3 separate regions of the Mus musculus genome follow, and regions 2 and 3 are each linked to region 1. A link is a contact called in public ChIA-PET and Hi-C data. All regions are on one chromosome and are shown on one strand. Each heading gives the region's core, a stretch centred on a gene start, on an enhancer-like site or on the middle of the called end of the contact. The rest is flanking DNA. Distances are from core to core; before and after follow the strand shown. Region 1 has its middle 66 kb from the start of Stmnd1. Region 2 overlaps Kif13a (kinesin family member 13A). Region 3 overlaps Nup153 (nucleoporin 153).

What was found. A called contact is a pair of places that touch in the nucleus more often than the background predicts. ChIA-PET counts read pairs in DNA pulled down with a chosen protein or histone mark.
Region 2: a contact with region 1 is called in an RNA polymerase II ChIA-PET map of memory CD8 T cells, with 17 read pairs. The contact joins two enhancer-like sites. A contact is called at or near these places in 3 of 115 datasets of contacts at active chromatin or transcription factors (T-cell acute lymphoblastic leukemia, large pre-B cells and memory CD8 T cells) and 1 of 9 other capture datasets (liver).
Region 3: a Hi-C map of CD4 T cells shows a contact between it and region 1, with 1.7 times the contacts expected there. The contact joins two enhancer-like sites. A contact is called at or near these places in 1 of 484 Hi-C or Micro-C datasets (CD4 T cells) and 2 of 9 other capture datasets (adipose tissue and pancreatic islet).

What each region holds. Positions count from the first base shown.
Region 1 is chr13:46,338,047-46,342,287 of GRCm38.p6, forward strand. No RefSeq gene overlaps it. Among named protein-coding and RNA genes, the nearest start is that of Stmnd1, 66 kb to the left of the region's middle. Within about 2 kb of position 2,130, at least 85 of the 459 cell types and tissues checked have an H3K27ac peak or open chromatin away from gene starts, as enhancers often do. A contact at or near this core is called in T-cell acute lymphoblastic leukemia and memory CD8 T cells, where this site is marked.
Region 2 is chr13:46,777,706-46,781,946 of GRCm38.p6, forward strand. It overlaps Kif13a (kinesin family member 13A), which reads right to left. Exons shown (of 38, transcript NM_010617.2): 26 at 1,189-1,288. Among named protein-coding and RNA genes, the nearest start is that of Gm24620, 12 kb to the left of the region's middle. Within about 2 kb of position 2,271, at least 36 of the 459 cell types and tissues checked have an H3K27ac peak or open chromatin away from gene starts, as enhancers often do. A contact at or near this core is called in T-cell acute lymphoblastic leukemia and memory CD8 T cells, where this site is marked.
Region 3 is chr13:46,688,499-46,692,739 of GRCm38.p6, forward strand. It overlaps Nup153 (nucleoporin 153), which reads right to left. Exons shown (of 22, transcript NM_175749.2): 17 at 561-752. Among named protein-coding and RNA genes, the nearest start is that of Fam8a1, 21 kb to the left of the region's middle. Within about 2 kb of position 2,488, at least 44 of the 459 cell types and tissues checked have an H3K27ac peak or open chromatin away from gene starts, as enhancers often do.

The DNA of each region.
Region 1 (4,241 bases), core at 880-3,379:
GCCTTCAAACTTCCCCAAACCATGAGCCCAAATAAGTCTTTCCTGTATGACTTACACAGGACGTGTATTTGATTGAAGTGATGGAAGGCTGTCTTAGGTGCTTAGTGTCTCTCTAGCCAGAGAAAATGTTCCCTGGGTAACAGTCTGAAGATAAAGAAAGATTACATCTACATCGGGCATGGTGGGAAGTTTATTTACTAAGCTCTGGAGGCTGAAAAAACGGGTGCTGAATAGACCACGTGAGCCAGGAAAATCAGCCCCTGAGACTCTTACTAGCAGTAGCTGGTATAGCTGGACTGCGCTTGGACAGCTCACGCTGTCTGGAGCATGCCCAGTCAACCAATAGAAATGTGTTTAAAGACAATAGACCACTATTATTTTAGGTAAATATTTTTAGAGTTGTTATGTAACAATAGATAATTGAAACAAAGGGGCCTTTCGTTTCTTTTTTTCCTCTGGCTAAAGACTTGTTTTGGATGTTGTGTGTTTTTATGGCAATGGCCTGCTGATTCTCTTTTATGAAGTTGAACTAGTTTGACTTCTGACCTCAGCTGGTAAAGCCGACTCCATTCTCTCTGCTCTTCACCATCCTCTAGCTGGGGCAGACCTGATTCTCTCCTCTGTGCCCTGTCTCTTCAGCTTCTGCCATTGCTTCTGTGTTCACCCTATAATTTCTTCTATCTGGCAACTCAAAAATTAATCTATCTCTCTCTCTATCTCTCTCTTCCTTTCCTTTCTTCATTTCTTTCAATTTTTTTAAGTTCATGATACATAATCTCATTATGTAGCTCAGACTGGCCTCAAACTCACAGTGAACCTCCTGCCTCAGCCCCTTGAGTATTGAGAAGGACAGACACGTCCCACTGTTAACCGACTTGAATTGAAGTCTACCTTTTGAATGCTTCCTTTTCTTTTCTTCCCCTTTTCCAACACTGTCTTGGTATTTCTTTTTCTTCTCTTTCTCTCATCTTTCTTTCTTTTTTTCTTTCTGGTGTGTATTAGATGCGTGGGTGTGGAAGTGTGTGTAGTGTGGAAGTATATGTAGACTCAGGCACAATGTGAGGCTACAGCTTGACATCAGGACGTTTCTCTGAAAACTCCTCAGAACATATCATGGGTATGTCTTAAGCCATGGGAGAATATCTCAGAAACTGGTTTTGTTTCCTCCTGCTTTATCAGTCCCATGCTTCTAGAAGGATGTATTAGTCTGCTACAGCTGCCATAACAAAATTGAAGTGATGGAAGGCTGCATTGGGTGCTTAGTCTCTCTAGCCAGTGAAAATGTTCCCTGGGTAACAGTCTAAAGATAAAGATTACATCTACATCGGGGCATGGTCAGAAGTTTATTTACTAAGCCCAGGAGGCTGAAAAATGGGTACTGCATAGACCACGTGAGCCATGGACTGAATGGCTTAAAAACCAGAAACCTATTTCTTCTAGTTTGGGAGGTTGTCAGGGTGGATCTTCTGACTTCTCTGTCAGTCTGCTGATGCCTATTCTCATGAGCATGCCTCTGGACAACTGTACCCCTGAAGTCATTGTGTGCATCTTCCTAGAAGAACATCTATCATTTTGAGTTACAATGTACCCAATTTCATTTTAATTCAATCACTGCTTAATCTTCAAACAGTCACATTCTGAAGCACACGGATGTGATAGCTGATCTCCGTTGTCCACTGGGTGGGATTTATAATCACCCGGAGATACATCTCTTAGTGTGTCCATGAGAGTGTTTCCAGAACGGCTTAAATGAACTCTGATTGCAGGCATCGCACAGGGGATTTACAGGCACCGTTCCCATGGGATGCCTGTGGGTCTCATTTCTGTTTGGACTTTGACCCTGCTAACTTTCTATGGTCTCTCCAGCTTTCCCACGTTTCCATCTTTTAGCCTTTCACAGTGCAGTAGTTCTGATGAGAATTTGCCCTAAGAGGCTCCTGTGTATTTGCACATTTGGTCCCTGGTTAGTGGTAATGCTAGGGGGAGGTTGTGAAACCTTTAGAAGACAAAGCCTTGCCCGATAAAGTGTGTCACTGGGGGGTGGGCTTTGAGGTTTTACAGCTTTGACCCACTTCCTGTGTGTGTTTCCTGTGCAGGGTTGGGGCTCGGGGACTGGGACGAGGGTGGGAGGTGGACATGTGATCTGCCAGCTTCCTGCTCCTGCCACCTTGCCTGCCTGCTGACACTCTTCCTGTGACTATTGCCCTACTTGTCTTCTCTACCACGGTGGATTCTGTTTCTCCTGAAGTACAGGACAAAACAAGCCTGTTCTCTTATAAGTTGCCCTTGGTTATGGTGTTTTATCACAGCACCAGAAAATGTACTGATACCTGTAGTGTTCATACTGTGAACCACAGCCTAGGCGATTTTATTTGGTAAATGTATGAGCCTTTGGAATCTCATTCACTTTCCCCCCTCAATAGGTGTGGTCTCTGTTATCTTATTTGTTAGCATATGGAAATGGAGCAATGGAGAACGTCTGAGACCTGAGTACTGAGTTCCAAACTAGTGGTTGAGCAAAAGTCCACTCAATAATTTTGGAAAGATGAATGTTCCGGAAGGTAGGAGGAACAGAAAGGCCCCGCTGCAAGGGCGGTGGCCAGTTCTGCATAAATGTAGGTAAATAGCGGATGGGAACAGCCACCGAGGTAACTTCTGCATGAGGGACAAACTGAAGCCTACCTGAGAGCCTAGAGACAGGTGACACAGACAATGACAGCCAATCAGTAGCTGCCACGTGGAGGACACAACTACTTGAGACCAATGGGACACGGGTGGAGGGTATAAAGAGCGCTCCCAGAGACTTAATAAATGAGCTTGCTGACACATTCTCACCTGCTCCCAGAGTCTGAGCCATTGGTTCTGTAACCTTCTCACCCACTGTTCCCAAGGGGGCCACTAGACAGGATGGAGAACTCAGATAGTCATAGTCAAATACTCTGGTCTTTTCCACCATGCATGTCCCTACTTTGGGACTTCAAAGTTAAGAAAGTTACCACCATCATTCAGAAATTAAATGTAAGATATACCATCTGGTTAGAAAAGTATGTCAATATTTCTAAAACATATGCAGCAGGAATACAGATGAAATTAACGTGAATCTTAACTTTACTTTAACCCTGGGTTGTGTTTCTCTGCGCTACTAAAGCAAGCTCATCACACTAGAAGACCTGCCTGGGTGCCACGCATGCTCATTAAGAGCTTTTTTTTTTTTTTTCTGGTCATATCTAAGGACTTGAACCATGGAAAGGCCAAACCAGCCTTAAGTCATAGCCCAGCAAAGGAATTGCCTTTCCATGTTTTTCTCCACCTCAGTCTGTTTCCATAACCAATCTCATGCTTTCTACTTATAATGCCCAAGAAGTGAAAAACACTAAAACTCCTTGTCTGTGGTAGTGACTGCCATTTGTGGAAGAGACCTGTTGCTACCAACCACCCCAGCAGCGTGCTCCTCTTTGCTGTGTGATCCTATTTATATGAGTGACCTTCCCTACTTTCAGGACCAGAACAGCTGCACATTATATATAACAGAAGGGACAGTAACATGACACGGGCTTCAAAGGCAGATCAGGAAAGGGATACGCACCCAGCGCTCCTTTCCGGCAGGGGAGGGCTTTGCTCCTGAGTCTATAGCATAAAAATAACAGAGGAGCCAGCATGGGATGTGCTGAGGAGGCTCTTCTACAGAGTTTTGATCCCCAGGGCCCAAGTCTGAAATAGAATGAAATGCTTCCAACCATCTAAGTATTAACTGAACCCAAGCCTTCTTGGCTTCTGCCATTAGGCAAGATAGGCCAAGGCTCAAGTCTGAAATAGAATGAAATTCTTCCCATCTAAGTATTAACTGGGCCCAAGTCTTCTTGGCTTCTGCTATAAGACAAGACAGGATGCACTCAGGATCATATGTCCATAGACAGAATAAAATGTTTAAGGGGGAAAAGTAGTCTAGGGATGGAGAGACATGTGAATCAATGAAGTGTTGCCTTACAAACACAAGGACCTGAATTCAAGCAACGTCAAACCATGTCAAAAACAAACCCAACCTACCAATAAAGACACAAAACCCCAGGTGTGATGGCATGTGCTTGCAGTCTGAGCAGTAGGGAGGTCAAGTCAGGTAGATCCCTGGGTTTACTGACCAATCAGGTGAGCCTGTTTGGCAAGCCCCAGACAAGTGAGACGTCTAAGCCAAGGTGAATTACTCCCAAAGAAAAACGCTCAAGGAGATCCCCTCTGGTCTC
Region 2 (4,241 bases), core at 1,021-3,520, 440 kb after region 1:
TGGTGTGGCGTGGCTTATAAGGTGAGAAGCCACGTTAAAAAGATAGACAATTTCAAAGTCTCAGATACCTCGCTCTGTAAAACTCTTGTTTTCCTTCATGCTCATTGTGAAAAGGATTTACTGGATACATTTTTAAACCTTCATGCTCCTAACTCAATTCTGGGGTTGCCTAGTGTACTGGCTAGTTTTGTATCAATTTGATACAGGCTGGAGTTATCACAGAGAAAGGAGCTTCAGTTAGGGAAATGCCTCCATGAGATCCAGCTGTAAGGCATTTTCTCAATTAGTGATCAAGGGGAAAGGCCCCTTGTGGGTGGGACCATCTCTGGGCTGGTAGTCTTGGGTTCTATAAGAGACCAGGCTGAGCAAGCCTGGGGAGGCAAACCAGTAAAGAACATCCCTCCATGGCCTCTGCATCAGCTCCTGCTTCCTGACCTGCTTTAGTTCCAGTCCTGACTTCCCTGGTGATGAACAGCAATGTGGAAGTGTAAACTGAATAAACCCTTTCCTCCCCAACTTGCTTCTTGGTCATGATGTTTGTGCAGGAATAGAAACCCTGACTAAGACACCTAGGTACACTCACTGAATTTTCATCAGTGGACAAGGCACACAAACATAACCATACGCCACTCACTGAGCTAAGAATGGTTTTCCAAGGAGAATTTTATCGACGTGAAATGGAGCAGCGTGCATATGTGCTTATAACATGAGTGACCATGAAGTAAAAGCCAGAGCACAAGGTTGGCTTGGTCATTCATTCATTGAAGACAGGGGTTTCATTATGCAGCCTTGGCTGGTTTGGAACTCACTATGGAGACCATGATCACCTTCAGCTCACATAGATCCATCTGCCTCTGTCTCCCAAAAGCTGGGATTAAAGGGATAAGCTACCACACACATGACTCACAAGGATTCTTTTTTCATTTTTTTTCTTCCTCTTGGCTACTGTAAAATACTGAAAAAAACCCTTCTCCTGGAAGAGTTTATTCCCATGTACTTTTTTTTTTTTAACATTTATTTAGTGTGGGGGATGGGACAAGCACATCATAGCACATGTGCACATGAGAGGGTGGCTGTGAGTCAGTTCCCACCTTCTACCAGTTGGGCTTTGGGGATTGAACTCCTGTTGTGAGGCTTGGTGGCAAGTCCCATCAGCTGCTGAGCCATCTTGTGAACCCCATCACATACCTTTTTTATTGCTGACTTTTTTAATCTGTTCGTCTAAGTATTCCCGTCGTTTAATGAGTGCATCGGACCATCTCTCTCTTACACAATTCAAGTCTTCTTCCTGACAATGAGAGGGGAGATTTTTTTTCTCTATAGAACATGAAGACGATGGCTTGTTTTGTTTAAAGAAGACATTTAAATAGATTGGGGAACTTTTCATTAGGAAAAGCCATTGAATGTCACAGTGATTAATTGATATGTGAGAAAGCAGAGGTTCAATGCTCCATGCTGACCAAGGATGCTGGTACCCAGAAACCAGAGCCCCTGGATCTTCAGAAGTTACACTGGAAGACAAGACAGGCTCAAAGGATGCTAAAACAGGATGCTTTTACACTGCGGGATGATTTTTTGCTATATGTATGCACAGCCATGCCGGTGTGCATTTGTATGATAGGGATTCACTGAAAGACGTGTGATTTCAAGCAGGATACCATAAGCAAAGCCCAAAGCGCAGAACATCAAATGGTAGGTAGGGAGTGACAGGCATTTATGGAGCTCACAGTTCAATAGCCTTATTATTAATACATGATTTTTTCCCCCGAAAGGCAATGAATAGGTCAGCAGAAAACCTCCAGAACTCGCTGCAAAGATTTCACAGCCAACCGTCACCACAAGGCTAATCAAACATCTCCCATGCGGGAAGCCATGCTAGAAGAGATCCCAGAAGCAGCCGCCGGACTCCACTGTGAACACGGCAGGAAGCATGCCCAAAGCTGGAAGGTGTTAGTTGGTGGCACAGCTGAGACCCGAGAGGATGCTGACCTTCTGCCTGCAAGGTCTGGCTTTGTCCACTTTCAGCCTTTTTTTAGTAAAATTTTAAGTAGGGGAGGAAAACTCATCAGTTTATCCCTAATGCTCCTTGGCCTAACTCTAAGAAGGATATCCTGATAGTTAAGAGTAGATAGATGGAACTCAGAAGCCGTGCCTGCAGAGTCCCCACAGCCGGCACACAGGAAGGCTCACCGAGAACCCGTTCTTTCCACCCGAGTGGGAAGGCAGTACAAAGACTGGGAAATCATGCCTGAAACTTTCATCTCTGCCAGCTGCTTTGATCACGCCCCCACCATCCTCTGTGGTTGCCGGGCTAGCTGAGGCTGCCTGGGTATATTATCTATGTCACATCTGCTCACCCACCTCTTTTCTACGTCCAACAAGAGAAAGCTGCTATTTAAACTCTCAACATGGTGAACTAAGCTTGACCCCAACGAGAGGAAACTGGTTAATAAAACAAAACAAAGGTCTGTACGTAGTCTCCAAGCCTGGTGCCCAATAAAAGTGCTTTTTAAAGGTCAACTGGCATTCAGAGTAACGTTCATCTTCCAGAAGGGAGAGGCAAAGTGGACTTTATGGAGGACAGACAAGAGTGGACCAGGAGGCTGTGAACAGGAAGCAGTGTGCTTTTTGAGGTCATTCATCATAATACAGCCACACAGTCTCGCTTGGCAAGGCTCTACTAGCTGGGCACTGGAGCCGGCAGAGTGAACAGTGCAGCGTCTGCTTACAGATTTGGAACTGGAAAATCGGGAGAATAATATTGTGTCCTTGATCACATAAGAAGCAAACCAAAAGCAAGTGAGAAACCACATGCTCTCACTCTGTGGCCCTGTCCCCACCTCCCTGGCCTCTGCTTTGCGAAGGCTGATGATTAGCGAGAGCTGTGCCCCATGCACGGGATTGACAGCGGTGGCAATACCTGATAACTATCCATATCACCGCCATCCTCCTCATCTCTCTGGTGGGGAAAACATAAACAGAAAGGACATGCATTTCGTTCTCTCAAACAGCACGGGGAGAATAATTTAACACATTACAACGGAGGCCTCACACAACATTAGCACCATAAAGCATTTCACTGAATCCCAAAAGATTAGGTAGGATTAAATTCTTCTGTCTGTCTGTCTGTCTGTCTCTGTGTCTGTTTGTCTTTCTGTCTATCTCTCAGTCTGTCTTCTGTTATCTGTCTGTCCCTGTGTGTCTGTCTCTGTGTCTGTGTATCTGTCTGTCTGTGAGTGTGGGTTCTGGGTGGGCTCACACTCAGGTTGGGAGCTTTGGAAGCAAGTGCCTTTCCCATTGAATCATTTTAACACCCTAAGAATTATTATTTTTTTAAAGTAAGGAAAACAAATATTTTAAAAGAAAATTCTCTTAGAAAAGGATTGAAAGTGACTTCACTGGGCCAGCCCTTGTGCTGCTGTCATGGGTGACATGTATTCCAGGCAGGCTGTCACGGGTGAAGTTTGGGATGATCTTAGCAAGACAGAAAACCTACTGTGCCCACTTAGAGATTCTCTTCTCACTGAGACCCTACAGGATGAAACAATGAATCCAAGGATCTTACAGATGGTGGCCGCTCAGGACAGAAGCTGGGACTCTAGTCTCCATCCCCGGCAGCCATTCCTTGGAGTCCATCACTCAGGGATGAAGTTGCCACAGGAATGCCTGAGGACCTGAGACTAAGGGCACACAATGTCCTATGCTGGCGCCTGCAGGGGCAGCTGAGCCACTGGAATGTACCTGCTATCAGTGTCCATGGTGGCTGGACCACAACTGCCCCAAAGGCATGGCTGACTTTCACAATAATTAACCAAAGTAACAATTTTGGTAAAAACATTAGGCAAGATAAAGAACCGAGCTGAAACCAGGAGTTTGGGTAGAGACAATTTTCCTTAGAAAGGAAACTACAGAAATCCTGGATGATGATGATGATGACGATGATGAAGATGATGATGATGAAGAAGAAGATGATGATGATGATGATTGCTGCTGTTGCTTCTCCTCCTCCTTCTTCTCCTCCTTCTTCTCTTCCTCCTTTTCCTCTTCCTCCTCTTCCTTCTTCTTCCCCTCCCTCCTCCTCTTCCTCTTCATCATTATTATCATCACATTAGAGACTGGGTCTCACTATGCAGCCTTGGTTGGACTGGAACTTACTATGTAGACCAGGTTAGCCTTGAACTTACACACTGGTCCCCTTGCCTCTGTCTTCCAAATTCTGGGATAACAGGAATGTTTTGCTA
Region 3 (4,241 bases), core at 1,238-3,737, 350 kb after region 1:
TCAGAGATTTCTGATCTTCAAATCTAAAAATTTCTATTTCCACTTCCTAAGTTTTCCAGTGGTTAAAAGAACTCAAATGGGGTTGTCAAGATTCGGAAATACCAGCCTACATCTATTTAGCATTAATAACCGTGTGAGAGTCTTCCTTTATATTCATATAGTAAAATGGATAGCATAAAAGCTTACTCAGCCGTGCTTGCTAAGTGCTCTCTTTTGCTCAGCCACACTCAGAAGCTAGATGGCTTTTACAATAAGGCCCTAAGAGTGTAAGTTCTCAGTCAAGTAAGAGTCAAGTTCATACTTAAACCTGGAAACTGAGTAACACAAAGAAGTTCCTTATCCAGATACATAGATGGCATCCTGAGGAATGCCTAATTTGATTTTTACCATCATTCACAAATTTAAAAAAAAAAAAAAAAACCCACAAAAACAAAAAACCAAGGACTGGGTTTCATTTTATATAATTATCCAGAGAATGGGTACCTTAAAAACCAAACCTGCCCGCCCACACACATTTTACTTTAGCTAGGAACTAAAGGGGTTCTTTACCATAGCCTCACCTTTAAACTCAGACTTTGTGCCTGGCTTTGCACTTTCACAAGCTATGCACTTGGCAGAGTCTGCTTTATTTTGCACTAGGCACACTTCACAGTCCCAGCTTCCCTCGGGCTTTTTAAACTTGTCCAATCCTAAACAGCCTCCAGAAGACAGAGAGACAGGGGCAGGGCTGCTGCTTGAGGCAGATACCAAACCTAAAAGAATTGGGAAATGGAGGCAAGTTTTAAATTTATTACCATCTTAATGACACCACCAACTGAACATTTTCAAATTTCATTAACCCTTTCTACACACACACACACACACACACACACACACACACGAAGAGAGAGCGAGAACCAGAGTGAACCAGAAAATAAGCCTTACAGTGTTATAAATAGGACTTCTCAGATTTAATTTATCATTGCAAATAAACATCTCACTCTAACTTTTCTCAATGGTGAGCTTATTCTTAAGTATGAACTATTCCCAATTGTGTGTGTGTTGCTTGTGGCCGAGATGGCTTGGTCGTTCAAGTGCTTGCATTAACAAACAAGAGGAGCACATTCAAGCCTGGCGTGGGGGCTCACACCAGCATTTAATCCCAGCATTTTGGAGGCAGAGGCAGGCGGATTTCTAAATTTGAGGTCAGCCTGGTCTGCAGAGTGAGTTCCAGGATAGCCAGGGCTACACAGAGAAACCCTGTCTCGAAAAACCAAAACAAAAAACAAAAGAGGAGCACATCCCAGATCCCTGAGAACTCAGATAAACGCTGGGTGGACACAGTCCATCTACAATTCTAGCCTTGGAAGGTGAAGGGGAGACAAGGACTCCTTAGAGTAAGCTGTCTAGCAAGCAATCAAGGTAACGACTCAGTCTTTAGGTAGAAGCATCATCAGCAAGCACTGGATTTCCCTAAGATCCTGTGCCAAAATACAAGGTAGAGCCAATAAATAGTCCTTTAACAGCAGGCCTCCACAAACACACAAGCCCATGTTCATGCATACACCCCCACACACATACATACACATGGAAAGGGGGGTTGGAGGGAGGTGGGATATCATTCTCACAAACTGAGGCTGTGGAAACGGCTCACTAAGTCCAGCAGCCACATTTAAAAAGAAAATTTGAAAAATTAGGGGTTGTAAGACTAAATTGTTGCTGAGTTTGGAGGAACATAGCCTTTATTCTGAGCACTGTAGGAGACAGAAGTGAGCAGATTTCTCTGAGTTTCAAGGCCAGTCTGACCTATGTAACAAGTTTCAGGCCAGCCAGGGCCACACGGTAGGACCTTTCTTAAAGAATGGCTAAATTGTCCTTATCAATGTCCTAATTTCTTCAACTACTACAGAATTCTAAAATATAAGATGTAAATTTCAGGTAAAACGGAAAATATGCAGCCATATATATTATCAATTTCAAAGCACATACCTCTGTCTTAGAAATTTATTTTTCTGCAGACATAATCTACTTTATAATCCAGCCCCATACTTACTAGTTTTACACATTCCTGCTAGACTTTATATTACATTAAGATTACTAAGATGTGAAACATATATGTTCCTGGTCTAAAGGGGGAAAAATAAAAACGAACTGATGGCAGCATATCAGCAAGTGACTGACTTTAAGCATGCAAAGGAGAAAGGAACACAGAAAGGCACAAGAAGAAAGCAAGGTGATGACTCTGTAGGCAGAACCAGCGGGTGTGGAGGAGCAGGCAGACAGGATGAGTCAGCAAGGTGTGCTGTGTGAAGCAGGGTTCAGATAGAGCCATTTATTCTTGGGTTCCACTGCCCGCTCCATTCCTCTCATAGTTACAGGAACAATCTCTGCATTTTAAGTATGTTCTCTTTTATTTTGCTAGCAAATTTTGTGTCTGGTGGTGTCTGTTGTTGGTCCATTACCCAATCTGACAAGGTAGCACCTTTGTGATGGCTGTAAGTACCAGTGCAATCATTTCCTGCCACCCACGCTTTCCTGCTCTTTAGAAGCTTATCTATATCAATCAATCCTTCTGCTATTTTTGAGTCTTCTCATTTCCTTTTTTGAGAATCTCATGAGAACAATGTATTTTCATCATATCCATCTCTCCTTCCACTCCAATTCCTCCCATGACCCCCACCTATCTTTTAAACTTCATGTCTTCTTCTCTAGTTGCTATATAGATGTATGTACTCACATGTACATGACTGTAGCCAATTGGGCAAGAGTAACCCATCAGGAAGTTCATACCTGAAGAAAACTTAAGTCTCCCAGGGGTGGGACCTTGTAAGCCCTGTTAACTTTTCTCATTTGTGTTGGAAAGGTTGACTGGTATGTGTGGTCCTGAGCAGGTCTTACTTAAACAAGCAGACATAGCAATGAAAGGTCATGAGTGCAACTTCTCTATCACATCCAGAAGAAACTATTTTACGGTATTCTGCCCAGTCATTTTTTGTCTGAAATACTTAGTCTTATTCTAATCACTTTCTTCAAGTGTTATTCTGTCACAGTTGTTATTCCAGTCTGGTTAATCCAAGATCAATGTTTGACTCTGTCCAGACCCTTATGATAGCAGAACTCAGTTTGGAATGCTTTCCTCAATTCACTCAACTCATATCTACTTCTATGACTTCAAATATCAAACTATGTCCTGTGATCACCTAAAACCTGTAAGTCCAGTCTCTATGATGTATCCAAATGCCTCAACTGTATATCTAAATTTCAACTTTAGCAATTAGAAATTTGTCATTAACAACACATAGTTCTAAATCCTCCCTCATTATTCAACTCCATCTGATTCTTTATCACCATTATCTGCCATTTATATTACACAAACTTCCAAAGCTGTCCTTCCAAATTCTGCTGCTTTGAATTCTGCTACATTGTTCAGAATCATTCCTAATTCTAATTCTAGGGGATCTGATGCCCTCGTCTGACCTTCATAGGTGTCAAGCACACTTAGGGTAACATACATACTACAGGTACATACAGGCAAAACACTCATGCATTAAATGAATAAATAAACTTGAAAAAAATAAGTACTCTGAGCTTAGAAACATGGCTCTTGCAGATTAGATTATTAGTTTCAAAATACAATCTAACTCCAGTTCTAAGGAACCTAATACCATCATTCTGGCTTCTACAGGCTAACACACATGTGCTCATACACAGACAGATACACATACACATACCAAAAACACTTTTTCCACTCAAAAGTAAAATGATAGCTGGAGGAGGGGCAGGTGACTTCTGGTTCCAGACCAAGTTTGGTATAATTTTCTATACTATGTATTTATATCTACCAACTTCCATGGCCACAAGGCTAGACCCTTACTGAAAACTATAGATAGATAGATAGATAGACAGACAGACAGACAGACAGACAGACAGAGATAGATAGAGATAGATAGAGATAGATAGATAGATAGATAGATAGATAGATAGATAGATAGATAGATAGATAGATAAATTTTGGCCAAATCATCCATTTGCTGACAGGGCATTATGCCCAGAAGAAAGCTAGTAGCTTTTTAATATTAATTCATAGAATTCCTTTGCTCCCGAGTAATTTACTTCCCGATTCAAAATTTCATTTCACATCTGTCAACTAAGAATTCTAGTTCCTCCATGCTTTTTTCCTGGGGTGAGGAAACAGTGCCAGATGGAAAAAGTCAAATATTTTGGAATGAGGATTCTTACAGCTCACTTTTAATTCCAGAGCA